2 separate regions of the Ovis aries genome follow, and region 2 is linked to region 1. Evidence: chromatin contacts called from public Hi-C data. All regions are on one chromosome and are shown on one strand. Each heading gives the region's core, a stretch centred on a gene start, on an enhancer-like site or on the middle of the called end of the contact. The rest is flanking DNA. Distances are from core to core; before and after follow the strand shown.

Region 1 (6,204 bases), core at 1,923-4,422:
TGAACTGAACTGAAACTTTTAGGCTCAGATCGGTTTCTTCACTTCACTGGCCTCTTCTGTTGTTTTCCTGCAGTGTTTTCAGAAGATGACAGTGACTTTCCTTAGATTCCTGGCCTCTTTTCTCCTCCTCTTTCCACATGGACCTTCTTTTTCCTTCATCTCTGCTGCATCTCTCGTGCTCATTTTCTGTTCCACGTTCAGCTCTTTGTCCTTTCTGTGGAACACTGCTGCTCTAGAAAAGAACCGTGGCTGGTCGGGTTTGATAATTCAGATGCTCAGACTTCCTGTCCCCCTGACGTCACTACAGGAGGGGCAGAAAGCCTGCCACTTTCCACTGCTGTTCTCAGATTGGCACACCTCACTTCCTGGAGATTTCTTTTTGGCTGCTTCTGGTCTGACTGCAGGAGCCATGCTCCTTCCAGTAAATTACTCTGCCTTCCCTGTATCGTGCTCACTCAGTCATGTCCGACTGTTCGTGACCTTTTGGACTATAGCCTGCCAGGCTCCTCTGTCTATGGGGTTTTTCAGGCGAGGATACTGAAGTGGGTTGCCATTTCCTTCTCCAACCTTCCCTGTACCTTTTTACATTTCCTGGATCTCACGTGAATAAGGCTGGAGGTTTAATCTCTGCATTTCCAACAGAATCCAACTACAACACCTGTCCTTAGCTGAGAGCTTTCTCCAAACAAAGGAAGTCTCGTAGTCAGCTCTGAGATTTTCTGATCATCTTCCCTATGCATATAGTGTGTTAATCAGGAGATTTTCTTCTTCACATTGTAAGAAGAGATGTCAGTGTTGTGTGTTTACTCTCTTCCAGTGGAGATCCTGCAGGGTCTGGTGAGCGGCAGCCTAAGAGGCTCGCTTGGGCAGGTCGTCAGTAGCCCTGCAGAGCAGGAGGGCGTGGTCGGCCCTGTGTCCCTGCCCCGGAGAGCGGAGACCTTTGGAGGGTTTGACAGCCATCAGATGAATGCTTCAAAAGGTCAGTGGGGTGGCGGTGGTGGTGGTGGTGGTGGTGGTGTTTTAATATGATTGTATTTATTTATTTTTGGCGGTGCTAGGTCTTTGTTGCTGCATGGGGCTCCTGTCTGGTTTTGGTGTGTGGGTTTCTCACTGGTTTCTGCGGAGCTCCGGCTCTCAGGTGCACGGGCTCAGCTGCCTCGCAGCATGTGGGATCTTCCTGGATCAGGGATGGAACCCAAGTCTGCTGCACGGGCAGGTGGATTCTCGGCAGGGAGGCCCCTCGGTCAGCGGTGTTGAGCTCATGTGCTCTTCTGGGCAGTCCTTCATCACAGCGAGAAACCCTCTGTACTCAGTGGCTCCATCGCCTCTGTCCCGCTCAGACAGGAAAGGTTTTAGTGAGTTCCTAAGTATCCAGCTGCTGGAACTCAGGGACCTCCATCTGCGTCGAGTTCATTTTGAGTAATAAAAGATTTTCCTGGGATCTCAGCTAAGCTATAGCCAAAGAGGCAATAAGACTGGTTTTTTCCTTTCTGCTCCTAGTTCTTCTGTGTCAGTAAACCTGTTTAACAATCATGCGGCTTCCCTTCTGCCAGCATCACTGGGGTTCGGGAGTATTTTGCACCGAAGCTGTGCATATAGTATTTTCTTGACTAATCTGTTTTGCGACTTGAAACAATACTAATTTGTTTGTGTAGGAGGTGAGAAGGAGGAGGGAGATGATGGCCAGGACCTCAGGAGGACCGAGTCGGACAGCGGTCTGAAAAAGGTATTTCTTCCTAGGAGACCCTCCTTCCCTGCGTCCTCCCGGGCCCTTCCTCTAAGCGCGGCATCTTGAATTTAGTCCACCGTGATTGTGTTTGGACGCCCAGTTTGCCCTTTTAATTTCCTGCTTCATCTTGAGAGGAAAGCATGTTTCAAAGCAAACAGCACCATTCTGGGCCCCGTGTTCTTGGCCGTCAGGCCTCTCTGGTTCTGGACATCGCGTTCCGGCACACAGCTCTGCCGGCGGACCGGTTCCACTGAGAGCCCTGTTTAAACACACACCGCCCCCACCTGAACTCATCGCAAGGCTTCCGCAACAGTTCAGCGTCCCCTCTTCACTGCCCTAATGTAGAAAGAACGAACATGGGACGTCACAGCATAAGTTAGACACACAATGACTATAATTTTTGCCTCAATCTTCATTTTCTTTACGTGCACTTTTTTTATTGTTTTATAGGGTGGAAATGCTAACCTGGTATTTATGCATAAGAGAAACAGTGAGGTAAGGACACTCTGAGCTCTTCAAAGAGTAGGACTTTGTTGTAGTTGCTGGGTTGAGCCTGTTCGTTTCTGCTTTGCTGGGGTGAGCAAACTGCTGTCGTCGGCCCCAGGGCATCGTCCTGTCAGTTTTTTGCCAGAAAATCGCTGCCTCCTAAGCCAGCCTCTGCTCCTCTGTCCTTGAGAAGCCCGTTGCTTTCTCTGAACGTGGGCCGCGAAGCTCCCACCGTGGCTTCTCCATCCACTCACGCTGAGCAGAATTTGTCGCCAGCCTGGCTGTAACTTTAACCTGGCACCAAAGCTGCAGTGTGAAGCGTGGCAGAGGAACTTGTGAGTGATTCTGCCCAGTGACTCCAGTTGAGTTTTCTTCTCTGAGCACTGCTTCTGACTCCATATGTCACTTTAAAAAGTAGCCCAGGCGTCCCCTGGCAGAGACCAGGTTCCCTGCCTTCCACCGACCCTGCAGGGTAAGCCAGGTCTTTCACCATCTCCCCATCTCCTTGGGTTCCTCTGAGGAAATCCTCCTGAAGGCTCCAAGCTTAGTTGACTCTGCACATGTGACATTGTCAGCAGGCTGGAGCTGGACCCGGGACAGGGAGGGGCAAGGGTGTACCTCGCAGGCTGTGCTCTGCGCTTCTCTCTGCTTTTCATAGAACACCGTAAAATCCCTGAGGGGCTTCGTTTCAGAATTTCAGATGCAGGGAATCGTTCCTTTTTCCCCTAAACACAGACGGCTGTTTGTCTTCTGTGTTGGCCTCTTAGTGTGCACACTGTGGCACCCTGAAGGAAGCCCCTTCAGTGAATGAAGTAAACCTGCTTTCACACAGACTGCCCCACTCCTGTGCTGCTTAAAAAGCAGCCCTTTAGTTGTTTTTTCCACTTACCAACTCCCCCCACCCCACCCCACATTGAGTAAGAAGAGTTGGGTAAGAGATCACAGGAGATGAGTGGTTTCCAGGCATTCCAGCACGGACTGCACACTGCAGGTGCTCAGCCAGAGTCAGCTGGCCGGCTGGGACTTCTCCTTCTCTCTGTTAATTAAGAATAAAGTTAAATGAGGGGCAAAAAGTATTCTCCGAAGAGCTAAGCCTGATAATTAAGTTTTTGTGTTTTCGAATAAGATAAAAGGAATACATGGTTCATGGTAGAAGACTGGAAAACCATCCAATAATGTAAAACAGGAAAACAATAAGTAAATAGCCTACCCCTGAGAAATAGCTACTATTATTAAATGTGTGGTGCTCTATTTTCAGCCTTTTCTTCCACAGGACATGTATTTATGTGTCTAAGTTTCTGTGAGTGTGAATTGCATAAAAATAGTTTGGCACAGTTTGTTTCAATACTCCCTGGAACTTCATATCCTGATTTTTTTTCTCTTAACACTTGAGAAGCATTTTCCTGAGACGTTTGTACAAAACATGCTATTTAACAGCTGTATATTATTATGCTAGTTGCCATAATTTAATCTTTCCAACGGTCAATTCTTTCTCTGCTTTTTTGCTTTGTAAATGATGCAGCCAAGAGCATCCTCATACCTTTTTTTTTGGCAAGGCTATATTATTTCCTCAGCATGCCATCCTCTCCCTAAAAAGGTTATACTGCATCCAACCGTGTCAGTACAAGAGGATTCATCCATTCTCATCATGCTTTCACCAACACTGGGAATTCTTTTTTAATTGACGTTTTGTTGGCTTGATAATTTCAAGTAGTTACTTCTTAATTTTTGCATTGTTCTGACTTGAAATAAGGTTGACTCATTTTCAATGTTACATCTTCGACCATTTGTATTTCTTTTGTGAATCGCAGGTTTATGTTCCTTGCCTGTTTTTCTACTAGAATGTTTTTTCTTTTGCTTATTAATCTGAGAGCCTTTTTTAAATCAAAGATTTTGTTTGTTTGTTTTTGCCTCATTCTGTTCACTGTCTTCTTTGCCAGATTTTTATTTTATATTTTTATATAGTAAAAGTTGAAATTTCGTGTGTGTGTGTGTGTGTGTGTGTGTGTGTGTGTTCTTTCTTGTTGCTGTCTTTGAAAAGCCTTCCCCGTTTCAAAATGAAAAACATTCTCATATTTTCTTATAGCTCACTGAATTTTTTTTTCTGTGAGGCTGGATCCCAACTTAAGTTCTTCCAAAGATTTACCCAGTTTCCTCAAAATAATTGACTGATATTCTTTCCTTCTCCATTGACTAGAAATGCTTCTTATCTCCTACACTAAATGCTGTGGTTTGCTTCTGAGCTTTCTGCTGGGTTAAATTGGGATGTATGCCATTTTTGTACCAGTCATTTTAAATAATTGGAGCTTTATGATACTTTTCACTGTACGTAACTCCTCCCCCACACGGTTGCGCTTGTCTGATCTTATCTTGTTTCTCTTGGCTACTTGGGCACTGGCTTACTCTGTGTGGCACTTCCAGTTTGAAAGTGCTTGATTGAGTCGCAGGCCCCTTGCTGTGGGGTAGGGTGGCTTCCCGTCGGGTGGCGCACAGCGTGCTGGGGTCTGAGGTGACGGCTTGCTGATTCCTTTTGCAGCAGGTCATCCAGAGCGTCGTCCATCTCCACGAGCTCCTCAGTGCTCTGCAGGTACGTGCCTTTTCTCCTTTGTCCCTTCACTTCCTAGTTGAGAGGGAGACCAGCAAGGGTGTGGCTGGCCTGGATCTTTGAGGTTTATACATTTCTTATGGGTAAATACAGCCCTCAGACAAGAGAGACTAGCTCTCATGATGAGAAAGCTTCCAAAAGGCAGTGGTTAAGATCCCCTGGCGGAGGCACTGGCAACCCACTCCAGTATTCTTGCCTGGAGAACTCCATGGAGAAAGGAGGCTGGTGGGCTTAGTCCATGGGGTCACAAAGAGTTGGAAATGACTGTGCAACTTACACTACACTACAGAGTCTCACTGATCTTCTGAGACTAGAGTTGCTGAGCAGATGGTGGATGGCAGGTACCTGGAGCACAGTTAACAGCCATGCCCCAGAGCGCAGGGGGTGCAGGCCTTCACAGAGGAGATGCTTCCAGTCTGGACGGCCTTTGTAGGTGTCCGACTTTTTGCACCAGTGGTAAAGAACCCGCCTGTCAGTGCAGGAGACACAAGAGAGCAGGGTCAATCCCTGAGTCGGGAAGATCCCCTGGAGAAGGGCATGGCAGCCCACTCAGTATTCTTGCCTGGAGAATCCCATGGACAGAAGAGCCTGGCAAGGTCCAATCCATGGAGTTGCAAGGAGTGGGACGCTGCTGAGCACACATTCACACACAGTATCCTCAAATTCGGGTCACTTCCTTTCTTAAAGATCTAACCAATCCACTTCATACCTCCTCCCACCTGTAAAGGCACACTCCACCCCAGACAAGACCTCTGACTGCAAAATCGAAGTCTTGGCACCATTGACCTTACCCCTTGGTTGCCGCCCAGGGTTATCCTAGAGCACTTATCCTAGAGCAGCTTAGAAAGCAGGGGAGGGCTGGAGTCTGGGTGTGGGTGCCAGCCATGCTCCAGGCGGGCTAGGCACACAGCCCCTCGTGTGGGCATCGTACCCCCTCGTGGGCATTGCCCCCCTTGTGCTCATCACCCCGTCGTGTGCATCGCCCCTTCATGCGTCTCCCCGCAGGGTGTGGTGCTGCAGCAGGACAGCTACATTGAGGACCAGAAGCTGCTGCTCAGCGAGCGGGCGCTCACGCGGACGGCGTCGAGGCCCAGCTCGCTCATCGAGCAGGAGAAGCAGCGCAGCCTGGAGAAGCAACGCCAGGACCTGGCCAACCTGCAGCGGCAGCAGGCGCAGCACCAGGAGGAGAAGCGGCGGCACGAGCGCGCGTGGGAGGCCCGCGAGAGAGCGCTGCAGGAGCGCGAGGCACGCCTGGCGCAGCGCGAGGAAGAGCTGCGGCGCGGCCGCCAGGACCTGGAGCGCGAGCGCGACGAGCTGCAGCAGCGGAAGGATGCCTACCAGGGGGACCTGGAGCGCCTGCGCGCCGCCCAGCGGCTGCTCGAGC
Region 2 (5,621 bases), core at 387-2,886, 110 kb after region 1:
CTCTTTGTGGGTGTAAAGCTTCCCATTGTTTTGAGGTACCATTGTTTCTTTTTCTATAAAGTTTTCTTTTTTTTAATGTGGACCATTTTTCAAAAAGTCTTTATTGAATTTGCTACAATACAGTTTCTATTTATGTTGTATTTTTTAGGCCCCCAGGCATGAGGGATTTTAGCTCCCTGACCAGGGATCGAACCCCAAACCCCTGCACTGGAAGATGAAGTCTCAACCATCGGACCACCAGGGAAGTCCCTTGATGTACCAGTGTTTATTCAATCCATTGCTATGGACGATATTTGGGCCCAGTCAGTTGCTATTACAGAATACCCTTGTGCACGTGTCTTTTTCATGCTGCTTCAGTAGATTTGCAGAAGCTGACCTTCTGGTCAAGAACACACACAGCTGCCCTCTGCCTTGGAATTGCTAAATTCCCCTTTGGAAGGATTATGCCCTGTTGCATTTCCTAGGTGAGGCTTCTCAAGAAAGATGATCAAGAGATCTGTTGTTCATGATCCGGGGTGCCTAAACGCCAGAACACAGAGCTTCTTTCCACTGGAACATTCCATTTCTTTAAGGGGAAGCTGTCTGAGGGTTTGCGTGGGGGAGGTATGTATTGCTTCCAGGCGTCAGTGTTTCCACATGTGCGTGTGTGAGGCGGTGAGTCCACTGGCTCCCTGGGCACATATTCTATAATTTTCTGTGTCAGCCTCACATTTCACTTGCACCAAGCATTTCTGAATCCTGAGTCTCTCTGTCTGCATGACATGCTGGGAGCCTCAGAGTGTAATAGCATTTAGGATATTCCTGGCTGGGACTTCTCACCCAGTAGTTACTATGGTGTCTCAGTGGGCTCACTATCTTGCAGGACTGTGCTGAAATCTCTTGCCTCTTTGTATCCCATCTCCTCATCTTTTCTTTTTTTTTGTATTTTTTCCATCTCTTTTCTATTGGGTGTTTGTACCTTTAAAATTAATTTAGTACCATTTTATTGGCTTGAGGCTGGAGAGGAGATGCATTGATGATATGATTTCACCACTTTGATCCAGAAGTGCACCAAAAATGTATAGAAGGTGATGCTGAAAATTTGCAGGATATGAGGGAGAGAATTAGGAAAAGAGAGGATTTTCTAATAAGGGCTTCTCTGGACCATGTGTTAAGCTGTACTTTCTGGTTTCTGAGAAACACGAGTGAAGGATTTGACTTTTTCTGAAATTGCTTTTGGTTCCCAGATGGATATATCATTGGCTGGGCCACCCAGCTTTTTAGCACATAAAGAATTATGAACAACTGAGTTAATTCTGAAAATTATTATAGCAGATCACATGCTTAAAATTTGGGTCCTGCTAAAATATTTGATTCAGTTATCCTGTCTCCTGACACATAAAGGATGCTTGAAATTTATTACAGAGCAATAAAACAAAAGCCTCCCAAACAAAAAACCACAAGGAATCTGCAGAATTCTGTTACACTTCTGACAATTTACTGGGGCATCTATGCATGCCCTAAGCGTTCTCAGATAACTTGCTTCTCCAAAGGCTAAGAGATGAAATGCACATTTGTTATTACAGACGATACACGTCTCATTCGCAGTTAACGATCTAACTACCATCTATCCAGGATCATACTTGTGTCAGCTGCTCTGCTTGGTCCTGAGAACAAGACGGTCCTTGTTGTCAGGGAATTTACAGTCTGGTGGGGGAGGAATGGGAGACAGGCCACAAAGAGATAATTATAAAATGTTGTGATATATGCTATTATAGTAAAATGTACAGAGGAGTCCAGGATTTAATTATCATAGTTAACAATGTACATTTTTATACACGCTTACTTTGACAGTGCATACATTAAAACTGGAGAAGTACTAAGAAAATTGGCTAGGTTCCTGAGCAGAGATGACTTAAAAACTCAGGCAGTAGCCTGTTGTAGTGGAAATTCGTCTGTACTTGGTCTCCAAAGGTCTGGGTTTGATCCCCATTTATACCTTTTGTTTCTATTACAAAGTCCCTTAACTGTCTCTGGGTGTCAGTGTCTTCATTTTTAACAAGGGGGGAGGTGGTGGACTTCCCTGGTAGTGAAGTGGGTAAGAATCTGCTTGCCAGTGCAGGGGGCACAGGTTCGATCCCTCGTCCGGGAAGATCCGCATGCCTCGGAACACTGAGCCCACGCCACAACTATGGAGCTTTCACTCCAGAGTCTGCGCTCTGCGGCTAAAGAAGCCACTGCAATGAGAAGCCCACACACTTCAACGAAGAGTGGCCCCCACTCTCCCTAACTAGAGAAACCTGGGCAAAGCAATGACGTTCTAATGCAGCTGAAACTAAATAAATAAAAATAAGGAGGGGAGGGCTACTTCCCTGGTCCACTGGTGAGGACTCTGCGTCCACTCCACTCTCCTCAACTAGAGAAACCCTGGGCGAAGCAATGATGTTCTAATGCAGCTGAAACTAAATAAATAAAAATAAGGAGGTGGGGGGGGGGGTGCTACTTCCTGGTCTACTGGTGAGGACTCTGCGTCCACTGCAGCAGACATGCGTTCAATTCCTGGTTGGTATGAAAACCCCACATGGCCAAAAATAAATAAATAAATTAGAATAAGATAAAAACAAGGGGAACGTTAAATGATGGCTGAGACCCTTCCATGATGAACATCTCAAGGGGTGAATTCCAGCTCCTCCCTGATGTGAACCCAATAGACTAATGTGAATGTCAGTGACTGCATTGCTGAGCTGGGCTGGATGAGTCCACGTAACCAACCAGGGTCTTCGTTAGGTGGCAGTGTTAGACGTGCAACGTACCTTTTGGGAAACTAAACTTGACAAGTTTAATGGCAGTGGGGCTACACTGCTCCTCATTTCTGAAACCAGAGTTGCAACGCTGCCAGGACCTTACACGCAGAGCAGAGAAAGCGCACACTCCCAAATGTTCATGGGCTAGGGCAGCTTACCAATTCCAGCTTAGGCTGGGGAATCAGAGGCTACTGTAAATTTGTGGATGGTGGCTCCAAGAATTGTAGGGAACCTGGCACTCAATATGAATTAGTTACTTGAATGAGAAAATGTTTATTTTGGTTCAATAAACATTTTTGAAAATTGAGCATCTATGTTGCCCAGCCAAGTTCATGCTCAGGTCTATGGGAAACTCAGAGGTGAACCCAGGTCTCTTTTGCATCAAAGTATTAGCATTCTACCCTCTGTCTCGATGAACTGACCTACTCTGGTTACTTGCTGTAAGGAGAATCACACAGCGTTTGTCTTTTTGTGACTGTCTCAGTTTCCACACTGCAACTGAGAAGAGAAAGACCCGCAGAGACAAAGACTGAAGCAAGCACCATTTTCTTCGACCACTTCTTGAGATCCGCAGAGCTGAAGGCCATCAATTTGCCATTCCAGGCAGACAGCACGGGGGAAGGACCATCAGATTATTTACTTTGTAAGCTGTGCCATTAGTCCTTCCAGATCACTGGGGTCCTTCCTCTCTTTGACATTGCACATTGCCAAAGTCTTCCATTGGTCAGCCTAGATTTCTGGCTTTTTAAGATTCAGTGTTTTTTCCTCCTTTTTTTTTTTTACCCCAGTTTTCATCAACAGATACACACGGACATAATAGGGACAGATGAACACAGTCCAGAGACGCCAGCATTTATGGAATAATGACTTAAGGGTGTCTGCAGTGAGCCCTTTTTACCCTAGAAGTTCTCCTTTATCCCATTTCCCATCGTCATGGCAACTTTGGGAGCTAACATCCGGTGCTACGTCACTCTCTGTGGCCATAGCTGATTGGTCTAGATTTCTTTTCTTTCTTTCTTTCTTTTTTTTTTTTTAGTTTTTTGATGAGGACCGTTTTTGAAGTCTTTGTTGAATTTGTTACAATACTGGTTCTGTTTCATATTGTGATTTTTTGGCTACAAGGCATGTGGGATCTTGGCTCCCCATCCAGGGATGGAACCTGGACCCCCTGCATTGGAAGGCGAAGTCTTAACAACTGGACCACCAGGGACGTCCCAGTGGTCCAGATTCATCTTGCAATAAGCTGGGCTAATTCAAGTTCTTTCCCAGAGACATCTACTGGGGAGGTAGAAAGGGACGACTCTTTTTTTGAAGCTTGATTGACGACTACCCATTCTGCAAGCTCGTGGTGGCCTGGTGGGTTACGTTGTAGAGGGGCTGGTCCGTAGCCAGAGGGAAAAGAGAAACTGGCATAAGCAAGAAGAGGGTATATTTGTTTCCAAGGGCTGATGTAGCAAATTACTACAACCCATGGGGCTTAAAACAACTGAAACTGTGCATAGTTGGAGGCTAGAAGTCCAGAATCGAGACGCCAGCCGAGCCATACTCCATCCGAAGTCTCTAGAAGAGGATCCTTCCCTGTCTCTCTTGTAGCTCCTGTTGGCAGTCCTTGGCATGTCTGTAGACACATCACCTCGATATTTCAGTGTGTGTCTTCACATCTTCTTTCTGCATCTGTTTGCATATCTTTTTTTTTAAAGAGAGATGTTGGTTTTGTTTCTTTTTGTCTGCACGTGGGCTCCCTTGTTGCAGCGCACGAGCCTCTCACTGTGGGGCTCCCCTGCTGCGGAGCACGGGCTCTTGGCCTCCAGCAGTTTCGGCTCAGGCTTTAGAGCACAGGCTCAGTAGGTGTGGCTCCTGGGCCTGGTTGCTCCCTGGCCTGTGGGCTCTCAGTTCCCTGATCAGAGAAGGAATCCACATCCCCTGCATCGGGGGGTGGATTCTTAATTACCAGACCACCAGGGAAGCCCTCTGCATGTCTTCTTATAAGCACACCAGTCATTGGATGAAGGCTCAACCGAGCCCAGTGTGACCTCACCTTAATTTTAACTAATCATACCACAAAGATTCTATTTCCAAATAAGACTGCATTCTGAGCTTCCAGGTCAGCATGAGTTTTGGGGGACACTACACAACCCAGGTACAGAGTGGGTGGCCCGAGGGCATCTAGAACCTTGATTTCAATGTGTTCTCAAGGCCAAAACCACATTCCAAGCTTTGTGTGTTCTCAGACAGGCCCATGTTCTGACAATAAATTCTCATTTGTGTTTAAACCTCCTTCAAGTTAGGTGACTACTGTTGTTTTTGTTCAGTTGCTCAGTTTGTGACCCCCTCCCACTCACCTCAACTAAAGAAAGCCCACGGGGCAATGAAGACCCAGTGCAGCCAAAAATAAAGTGAATATTTTTTTTAAAAAAGAGATTTTTTTTTTTTCAACTGCTTACCACCTGATTTCATGAGGTTAAACCAAATGGCCTGATTGGAATCACCCTCAGGCTCTTTTCCCAGCTGAAAACCCAGGGATCAACCCCACGTCTCCCGCATTAGCAGATGGTTTCTCTATCGCTGAGTGACTGTTACAGACAACCAAAAGAATTCTTAAAATGCATAAAATGATACAGACCCCAGTTGTCACAATTCTATTAGCTGCCACTATAAATAAATATCTTTTTTATTGGCCCCAGTAGGGGTGGGTGCCATATTAATCAACTTGATGCAGCACACACCGTGTGTCACGCAGGTATCTACATGGCCAACCTCAATTAAGCCAGCATAACAGGAGGGTCATAGGCAGGACAGCAGGGGACACTTTCTCCATGTGTCTGGACCATTCCTAGG

What was found. Hi-C and Micro-C count contacts between places; a contact is called where the count stands out from the background.
Region 2: a Hi-C map of tail adipose tissue shows a contact between it and region 1, with 5 times the contacts expected there. The contact joins two enhancer-like sites. A contact is called at or near these places in 6 of 16 Hi-C or Micro-C datasets (hypothalamus, mixed tissues, muscle and 2 more).

Annotation. Positions count from the first base shown.
Region 1 is chr18:15,925,814-15,932,017 of ARS-UI_Ramb_v3.0, forward strand. It overlaps AKAP13 (A-kinase anchoring protein 13), which reads left to right. Exons shown (of 39, transcript XM_060402005.1): 33 at 818-979; 34 at 1,656-1,726; 35 at 2,180-2,224; 36 at 4,752-4,802; 37 at 5,826-6,204. Among named protein-coding and RNA genes, the nearest start is that of TRNAW-CCA, 82 kb to the left of the region's middle. Within about 2 kb of position 3,173, at least 6 of the 54 cell types and tissues checked have an H3K27ac peak or open chromatin away from gene starts, as enhancers often do.
Region 2 is chr18:16,039,400-16,045,020 of ARS-UI_Ramb_v3.0, forward strand. No RefSeq gene overlaps it. Among named protein-coding and RNA genes, the nearest start is that of KLHL25, 25 kb to the left of the region's middle. Within about 2 kb of position 1,637, at least 6 of the 54 cell types and tissues checked have an H3K27ac peak or open chromatin away from gene starts, as enhancers often do.